Regions from separate parts of the Oryctolagus cuniculus genome. Here region 2 is linked to region 1. Evidence: chromatin contacts called from public Micro-C data. All regions are on one chromosome and are shown on one strand. Each heading gives the region's core, a stretch centred on a gene start, on an enhancer-like site or on the middle of the called end of the contact. The rest is flanking DNA. Distances are from core to core; before and after follow the strand shown. Region 1 holds the start of CCNYL1 (cyclin Y like 1). Region 2 holds the start of CREB1 (cAMP responsive element binding protein 1).

Region 1 (4,814 bases), core at 1,244-3,743:
GCAACTTTAGCCAGCAGATTAGCAAAGCTCCGAAAGCCAGAATTCAAAACGCTGTAGGAAAAAGTTGTTGAGTAATAATAAAATTGGGTAAAAATTTAACTGTCATGGTAACAAACATAAAATGGTAAGTTCTGTGCTCACAACACAGTCCTGTGCCTAATGCCTGGGACCTTACTCGTTCTCCTCAGGGCTCCTGTTCAGGTTCCTCCCTCCAGGGGCCTCTGAGCTGCAGCTCCGGACTGTCAGAACAAGCTCTAAAATCCGTCACCACAGTTATCTGCTGGGTAGGTTGCAGTCATCTGTCATCCATGCTTTTATACATCACAGGGAATGGGTATATAGATATAGGATGGCAAGATAAAATGTTGCCTCTGAGTTGTATAAAACAAACCAAAAAAAATTTCTTAATAGAGCAGGAATGTTCTAAGAGATAGACCTACTTTGCAGGTGACATATGACATGCATCCTGAAAAGTTCTTAAAGTTTCTGAAGAACTGAATTTGGCCTATCTACCACAGCCATGTCAGTCTGCATCAGCAGGGAAATCCTTAGTTCTTCCATCCAGGAGCTGCTTAGTCATTTCAGATCTTCATTCATTTGTTAGCAACACTGGGAGATCACGCACAGGCCTTATTTGTATTTGGAAGGGTTAAATGAGATGCACATGAAAATACACCGTAAATCTCAAAAGAAGTCTATAAAGATCTTATTTTGGGCTGTAATCCATCACTACCCATCTACTACCTGGTTTGTAAAATCACTTGGGGGCTTACCTTGCACCACCCAGTAGAGTGCTGTTTTCACAAGTACTTACATGCACTGTGTTTAAAGGTACAATTAATTCACATGATACCTTTGTTCATTCCTTCACAATTTTTGAGTCTGCTGAAAACTGAGTACTTCCCAGTTACACAGGAATATCCATCATGAGCCTTAATCTTTCTCATTTTTAAATAACTTAAGAGCCCAACGAAAGTTAAATTACAAGACCTTTAAGATCTTTCCTCCTGGAAATGAAATCATCCCTGACATTTAAATGAAACAAACGGGCCAACCTGGGCTTAAATACGTTACAATGTTTTCTACTTCAAAGCACTCAGTCATTCAGGACCACCGTGTTGGCCAGAATTATTTTTACCTAGATTCAAAGCTTTCCAAAAGAGCCCAAGTTTTTACATACACACACGTGGTTCCTCCTCTCTTCTCCCTCCCCCGCCCAGCCCCCTCAGCATTCTCAGTAAAGAACTCGGCTCGGAGTCTAGGAAGTGGGGGGAAGGGAGGGGAGGGAGCCAGGGAACCAAACACTACCGCGGCCGGGGGCTGGCATTTTAGTTCCCAGACCTTAACAAGTCAAGAGTTCTCGATGGGCATTTGTCTCGTGTGAAACTTTGGAGCAGCACTGAGGAACCACTCCCACACCTCCCCACCCTCTCCTCCAGAACAGACGAGGTACGTGAAGTCGGTTAAGTCATCGGAGGAGGGCTGCACACAGATTTCCGTCAAAACGGGAATTTTTAAGCAATCTGAACTCCATGCCTAAACTGCTCGGATTTAAAACACACACACACACACACACACACACACACACACACACACACACACTTTCCCGCAGTCCTGGCAGTAGCGCTTCACACCTTTCACAGTTATTTTAAGCCCTTCATAATATTTTCCTGTTCAAATGATAGTTGGAAGGAACTCGGCAGCTTCGACGGGGCGGGGGATGGGGGCAGCAAACAGTCCACTTAACACCAGGCAGACACCGGAAGCAACATCTAGCCTGAATTTAAATGTGTGAACTGTGCGGGGTATCCACTACTCCAACGGGTGCGTGGCAGGAACCTCGGTCCTTACCTGGCTCCTTCCCTTAGGCACCATCAGGATGGGCGAGGGCGGAGATGGGATGCACACCCCGAAATCCGGGTGTTTCAATTTTCATTTGCGAAAAGGCAGAGAATGTACCCAAAAAGTCTTGATAAGGTCCCATGGGAAGATGAACAACGCTGCAAACAGGAAGGGCCGCGCACAGGAGGGTCCCAGGCCGGGTTGGGGACAGAGCACTGAACGTTCGCGTGGGGCCAAGGGAAGCAAACGGCACAGATCGTCAGAGAAAGAATAAGGGGTGGGGACGCGGAGCTGAGCCAGCCTTCAGCCCCGGTGCCCAGCCCAGGGAAAGCCGGCTCCCGGCAGGAAGGACCCGAGGCGGCGGCCGCCTCCCGAGGGACCCGGGGGGCGGCGGAGGCCAGAGTGCGCCCGCCTCCTCCTCCTCACCTTCGGGCATCTCCCGGTCGCTGATGTGCTGCAGGTGGTGGCCCTCGCCGGCTCCGAAATCCAACTCGGTGGGCTCCACGGCAGCGGGTGCCGGCGCCACAGCCACCGCGTCGCCGGCCGCCGCCTCGTAGATCTCGGACTCGTAGTCCGGCTCCGCCGGCCCCGCGCGCCGGCCCAACTTGGGGCTGGCATTGGGGGACACGCAACAGGTCAGCGTGTTCCCCATGGGGCGCCTCCGCTCCTCTCCGCCACCGTCTGCGCCTTCGCTCGCCCCCGACTCCGCGGCGCTCGGCAGCCGCCCCCTCCCCCAACAATGGCGCGGTCGGCACCGGCAGCCCCGGGCTATGCCGGGGCTGCGGCGCGCATAGAGACACGGCCTCGCCCGCCGCTCGCCCGCCCGCCCTGCCGCCCGGCCCCGGGCAGGGCTCCGGCCTCGGCCGCACCCCCGCCGCCGCGCCACCGCCGCCTCCCTCGAGCCGACTTGTCTGCGAGGGCGGCGACCAGCCCGGCTTATTTAAAAGGGGTGGGGACCCGCCAGGCGCTGAGAGACGCAGCCACTGCCGGCAGAGAGCGCGGTCGGAGCCCCTCCTTCTTCCGCCGCCGCCTCTCGACCGAAAGCCACTCACTCTGGCTGGCGCCTACCAACCGGAACGCGTCCTGTGGTCACCTGGTTACGAGGAACCAATCATGCCCAGAGTTCCCTACACGCGCCCGCGGGGAGTCCAGGCACGTGACGCACAATGCCCCGCCCCCGCGCGGTGCCCCGCCCCTCGAGAGGTGCGTCCGGGACTCCGGGTTCCATTCATCGCCCGGTGCCCAGAGTTTTCCGGTCCTGCGGGAAGCGCCGGGGGCGTTCGTTGGTCGAGGCAGCCCTCGGCAGGGGGGCTCTGCAGAAAGCCCCGGTGAGGAAAGCGCCTGCTCCGCCAGCAACTCGGTTTCTCCGAGTCCGACGGCTTTCCTTTGCTCACCAAACTTGGTGGCACCTGAATTGCCGACCGTTTCTGTGACCAAATGCTGCGCTCCGGTCTTCCCAAGTGCTGGCTTTCGCCCGCGGCTGACCATTCGGAGAGACCGGGGGCCCTGAAAGGGCTGTGGCCGCGCGTCCTGCGCGAGCCCTGAGGACACGTCACCTCTCCACTTCCTCGTCGGGGAAACGGCCCGCGCTGCTCCCTCCCCGCGCCGGGACGCGAGCCACACCAGCCCCGCGTTCTCGCCTGTTTCTCCCGCCCACAGCCGCCTTCCACTGACAACAACGAAGGTTTCCTCGAACAAAACCGAGAACCACAGTGGGGGACCACGGGCCTGATTCGCTGAAGGTGATGGTAACAAATCGTTAACGTTTGGCCACGATGCGCCCGATGCTCCTCCAACTGAGACATTCATTTAACCCTCAAAAACCGTCCCATTTTACAGAATGAAGTTGAGACCCACACGCGAAGTAACTTTCCCAGGATCACGTGACCGCTTAGGGTGGGGCCAGGCCATTCCTGATGGTGAACGTAAAGGTAGAAGTCGGACTTGGAAGGAAATGACGTTACATAGTAGGATCTTTCTTTAAAAAGGAAGGATTTTTTTTAAATGTTTGCTTATTTTCCTTTATTTGACAGAGAGAGAGAGAGAGATCTTGCATTTACTGGCTCACTCCCCAGGGCTCACTGGCCAGGGCTGGGCCAGACCAAGGCCAGGAGCCCAGAGCTCCATTCAGGTCTCCAGCGTGGCTGGCAGGGACTCAACTACTTGGGCCATCACCTACTTACTGCCTCCCAGGTGTACACCAAGCTGGAAACTGGAATCGGAATTACATCCAGGACAAAACCTGGGCCAGCCAACAGGGGGTGGGGGGATGTCTCAGGTGGCATGCTAGCACCTGCACCAATTCCTTCTTCTCCCAGGACAATACTTCGATTGGATTTAGTATTGCTCAAGTCCTGTGTGCCAGGCACTACATGTGTGAAACAATCCCAGTCCTCAGTGAGTTCAGGCAGATGAGAAAACAAAGGCTTAGAGAGTCCAGTCTCCTGAGGTCACACTGCTGGACAGTGCTTGAATCTGGGATACAACCCCAGAGCTGTCTGCGCCAAATTAGATGCTGGGGGACCAAGAGCTTGAATTTTATCCTGGAAACACCGGAGGCACTGAACAATTTGAAGTTGAGTGGCTCTCCAGTGTGTTTGTGGTGAGGTTACTCTGCATAGTAAGAGGGGATGAAGAAAGCTATGCCAGCACCTGCAATCCTGACATCTCATATGTGTGCCAGTTCGTATCTTGGCTGCTCCACTTCCAATCCAGTTCCCTGCTAATGGCCTGGGGAAAGCCACAGAGGATGGCCAAGGTGTATGGGCCCTTGTCACCCATGTGTGAGACCCAGCTGAGGCTCCTGGCTCCTGGTTTCACCCTGGCCCATCGCTGGCCATTGCAGCCATCTGAAGGTGAACCAGTGGATGGAAGATCTCTCTCTCTCTCTTTCTGTAAATTCAACTTTCTAAATACTTCTTTAAAAAGAGGAGAAAGAGCCGGCACCATGGCCCACTAGGCTAATCCTCCAC
Region 2 (4,765 bases), core at 27-2,526, 170 kb after region 1:
TAAAGTTATTACAAATGTTTTTCTTAGCACCCCGTTCCTTCCAAAAAGAATGCATTTCCATGGCTACTGACTTTTAAAAAAAGAAGCGGGGGGGAGGGGGCAGTAAGGGAAAGAGTCAAAAATTCCCTAAAAAAAGCACGACCTCTCATCATCTCAATTGAGCGGCAAAAGGGCAGAAGACAGCCTTTCCCCAACGTTGCGGGAGCGGGGGGCGGAAAAGGGCACCAAGAAAAATACAGCACGAGAAGAAAGCTTGGGGTTCGAACTTTATTGCACAAAAGAGCGTGGAGGGGAGAGCGGATCAGACGCTGCGGCTCTTGCCCGCGCGAAGCGGGCACGCCGGGCTCGGAGGCTACCGGGAAGGCGGCAGGCACCTTCACCTCCTCTGCCCTCGACCGTCGCCTTCTTCTTCCTTCTCCACCCCCCACGGGCTCCCCGGCCGCGGCTGCCCCGCCGGGCCGAGTCGGGCCGGGCCGGGCCGGGGGCGAGGCGGGCGGCGGGGGCCGGCCGGCGGGCGAGCGAGCGAGCGAGCGGGCGGCGCGGGGGGCAGCGCCGGGCCGGGCGGGCGGCCTCCCCCGGGGCGGCTCCCGGCTCCCGGCTCCGCGCCCGGCCCGGCGGCGGCGGCGGGAACGCGGGCGCCAGCTCGCCGAGGCCGCCCGCCCGCCCGCCCGCTCGCTCGCCCGCCCGCCCGCACACACACCCCGGCCGCCGGCTCCCACCCCGCTGCCCGCCCGCCGCCCCCCGCCATGAGCGCCGCCGCTGGCTGCAGGCAGAGTCGCTGCCGCCCCGGCCGCCGCTGGCTCCAGTCCGCCGCCATTATTCTTTGTTCGCTGCGAGCGGCGGCGATGTTGTGGGGCTCGGGCGGAGGCTCCATCTTTACCGCGGCCCCTCCTGCGAGGGGAAGGCCCCGAGCGCGGGTGTCCGGCGCCTCCCCGTCCCCCCTCCGTCCCCCCGGCTCTCTCCGGCTCCTGCCTCCTCCTCCTGCTCCTCTTACCGGTGGTACAAGCTCCTCCGTCACTGCTTTCGTTCGCGGCCCGGATCTCGCTGGAGTTTTATTCTCTCCCCCACGTAACACACCGCGTCAAACTACACCTCCGCCGCGTCACTCACCAACACTCCGCTTCTCCCAGCCGCCCGGGCCACAGGCAGCAGCAGCCGCCGCCGACTGAGGAGCCGCAGCCAGGGAGCCAGCCAGCGCCGCCCAGTGCCGAGTGCGCAGCGGCTGCGCACGGAAACAGCCGAGCGCGGCCCGGAGCGGCTCGAGCGGCCCCGCCCCCGCGTTGGAGGCGGAACTTGCCGAAGGCCTTCGGGCTCCTTCGCGCCAGGCGGAGCGGGGCTCAGCGGGGAAGGGGCCGGGCGGCGAGGGCTGAGACCCGTGCGGGGAGGAGCGCTCTCTACCCCGGCGTGGCGTTCGGGGCGCTGAAACCCCGCGGCGGAAATTTGCAGGAGGAAGCGGGGTTGGTGTGTGACCCGGTGGGGGAATTCCCAAGGGTTCTAGGTGACTGGCTGGAAACCCCCCGCAGGCCTACCCCGAGGCGGTAAGCGGCGGGCTCTAGGGCGGCCACGGTGAGCCCCCGCGCGCCGCCGGCCCGGGAACTTTCAAACACGGCGGGGACGGTGTGGGTGCGGCGGCCACCGGGCAGGGGAGCGAGGGCCACCGCGCCTCGGCCGGCACCCGCAGGCCCGGGGCCTGGCTTGGGCGCTGGCGCTCGAGCAGGCCGCGGGGGGCGTCGCAGGGCCTTGGTGGCGCGGGCTGCCCAGCGGCCGCGAGCGGGGTCGTTCTTTGTCCGGAAGGCAGGGGCTCCGGAATTCGCGGTTGAGCCCTGCGACGTGGGCAGCCCGTCTTGGGGTTCGGTCGGAGCGAGGTTGCTCCTCCTCGGCGCTCGAAATTCGGCCCCACCCCACCTGCCCGCCCTTCTTGGGGCGACATCCTGTGCCTCATTCTCTTTTCGCCGCCTTTCTGCCGCAGTGGTTTGCGCACCCACCCCCACCCTAAGGCTGACACTGTGACTTCCGTGGCCTCCAGGCTGCTGGCACTGCTCCCCCAGGTCGCCCAAGGCCAACCACCGAGTCTCCTCTCCGCTCCTGCAGGCCTCTCCCTGGGTGAAGTCGTGTCCCTTGAAGCCGACTTGTCTTTCTGGAGTAGACCTGGCCCTGCTACCCACTGACTTCTGCTAGGAAGAGAGTTCTCCTTCCTGTTGCTGGCCATCCCCTTTCCGTTAGTTGTTTGCAGGCTTTCCTTCCTGCCATCTCTGCACCAATATTTTAACCATGCTTATTTCTACCCATGGTAAACGCCTTTTCAGCGACTCCACCTGTTAGCTCGTGGGCAGTCGCAGCCTCCTGTCCTTGCTTTACCCCCACTCGTGTAATGGGCTCCCTGGGCCGCTTTTGAGTGCCCCTCCTGTGCTTTGTAAGGCTGTCTCATACTCTTCCAGGGCCTCAGGTGTCCTCTGTCAAAGACCTGTCTGATCCTAAAACTCAAGCCAAAGCCTTCCTCTCGAACGTGGACACGTTATTTCCAACTGCCTTTGCTGCAGTTCATTTGGATGACTGAGGAATGTCAACCTGTACTCGTAGTATCATATTCCTTCCAAAACCTTTTTTCCCATAGCCTTGGCTCAGTAAAGTGCATTCTCTCCATCTGCTCAGTTCAAGCCAGAAACTTTACGGATCTCTAACAGATCAGAGTCACTTAGACTTGTCTGCTTCCTGAAAAAGTGAATTGTGAACTCTGTTTCCTTCCTACCTCTAGTCTAAGCTGCCTTCATCTCTTGCTTGATGGCTCATGATAAGCCCCATCCAGGACCTCAGAAATTGCCCTTGCCTCAATCCAGTCCATTTGCTGCACTGACACCACAGTAATTTTTTATTTTTTTAAGATTTATTTATTTATTTGAAAGAGTTACAGAGAGAGAGAGAAGGAGAGGCAGAGAGAGAGATCTTGCATTCGCTGGTTCACTCCCCAGATGGCCGCAATGGCTGGAGCTGGACCAATCTGAAGCCAGGAGCCAGGAGCTTCTTCAGGGTCTCCTACATGGGTGCGGGGGCCCAGGGGCTTGGGCCATCTTCTACTGCTTTCCCAGGCCATAGCAGAGAGCTGGATCAGAAGTGGAGCAGCCAAGTCTCGAACCGGCGCCCATGTGAGATGCTGGCGCTTAAGGCCACGGCGTTAACCCACTGTGCCACAGCACCGTCCCCACTACAGTAATCTTTTAAAAGACAGTTCTGGTTAAGTTGCTACCTTGCTTTGGGTCCTTGAATGGTCTACCCTTTGGCTACCACACAGTGTGAGTTCTATTATCTGGACTTGTCTTCCTCCACACCCTCTCCAACTGCCTAGCTCTCTGCACTCCAACGTGTTTTTCTCTCTCTGTCCCTACCACAGTCTCTTTTTGCTCCAAGGCATGTAAACACATGCCATTCCTTTCCCCTGGTAGTTTTTTCCCTCATCCACTCCTCCTACTTACCTGTAATTTATCACTCTCTTTTCTGATTCGTCATGCTAGTAATTATTTGCTTAGTGTCCGAGTAATACCTTACTCATTATCTACCCTCTCTCTCCTTTCCCACCTGGAAAAACGCACAATGTCTAGAATATAACAATGTTGGTTAAATATTCATTGAATGGTGAATGTCTGTAATCTCACTAACATTTTGGAGCTCAAATCCTGGCACTCTCGGGGGGGTCAGGCCTCAGACTGGTGGCTTATAAACAACAGAAATAATAAATCTCAGAGTTCGGGAGGCTGCCAGCTGGTCAGGTTCTCCTGAGAGCCTTCTTACAGGTTGCAGATACCCATTTTCTGCTTGCAGCCTCACAGGGCTGAAAAAGAGAGCTCCCTGGGGTTCCTTTATCACTGATCCCATTCATAAAGGCTCCACCCTCGCAGAGCTCATTTATCTCCCCAAAGCCCCACCTCCTGGCACCTTCATACCGGGTGTTAGGATTTCACCATATGAATTTGGGGAGGGCACAAACCTTCAGCTCTTTGCCCAAGTTCAGCTCTTACTGCTAGTGACTTTGGGTAAATTGTTCACTCTGTGCTTTAGTTTTCCCATCTATAAAGTAACAATGGTGATAATAGCACTTACCTGATACTGTGTACTTGGATCAATGTTTGGCATGTAATAAATGTTAATAAAATGTTGCCTTTAACTAGCTTCTGATTGGAAATCTCTGTCAAATACATTTTTTAAATTGAGTGTATCCTCTTCCTGCTCTTATTTACTTATTTGAAAGGCAGAGAGGGAGAGAAAGCTTCCATTCTCTGGTTCACTCCCCAAATGGCCACAATGGCCAGAGCTTGGCCATGCTGAAGCCAGGAGCCTGGAACTTCATCCGAGTCTCTCAAGTGGATAACCGGGGCCCAGCTACTTGTACCTTCTGCTGCTGCTTTCCCAGGCACATTAGCAGGAAGCTGGATTGGAAGTGGAGCTGCCAGTACCACCAGCCAGGGCTCCTATGGGATACTGGTGCTGGCATTGGCATTGTAGGCAATACTGAGGCTGGACCCCCTGCTCTTTAGACTGGTTCTATATGATACCAAGATTCTGGATTCATCTTGGCCTACACCAATCCCCATTGAATATGACAATTTAAAACATTTTATTTTGAGGCCCATATTGTGGCACAGTGGATTAAGCTGCAGCCTGCAATGTTATCATCCTGTATAAGCATGCTCCACTTCCAGTCCAGCCCCTGCTATTCATGCTGGGGAAAGCAGTGAAAGTTGGTTCAAGTGTGCTGGGGCCCTTCTTCCCT

What was found. A called contact is a pair of places that touch in the nucleus more often than the background predicts.
Region 2: a contact with region 1 is called in a Micro-C map of ear pinna, with 6 times the contacts expected there. The contact joins the promoter of CREB1 here to the promoter of CCNYL1 in region 1. A contact is called at or near these places in 3 of 6 Hi-C or Micro-C datasets (ear pinna, psoas muscle and an unstated tissue).

What each region holds. Positions count from the first base shown.
Region 1 is chr3:32,090,231-32,095,044 of mOryCun1.1, forward strand. It overlaps CCNYL1 (cyclin Y like 1), which reads right to left and starts at 2,494. Exons shown (of 8, transcript XM_051848245.2): 1 at 2,269-2,494. The coding sequence starts at 2,494. LOC138849203 (microtubule cross-linking factor 1-like) reads left to right here. Exons shown (of 4, transcript XM_070071595.1): 2 at 189-284; 3 at 2,163-3,584; 4 at 3,682-4,814. The coding sequence ends at 3,352.
Region 2 is chr3:32,263,613-32,268,377 of mOryCun1.1, forward strand. It overlaps CREB1 (cAMP responsive element binding protein 1), which reads right to left and starts at 1,277. Exons shown (of 8, transcript XM_070070298.1): 1 at 1,111-1,277. LOC127491851 (a long non-coding RNA gene) reads left to right here and starts at 1,297. Exons shown (of 4, transcript XR_011387144.1): 1 at 1,297-1,538.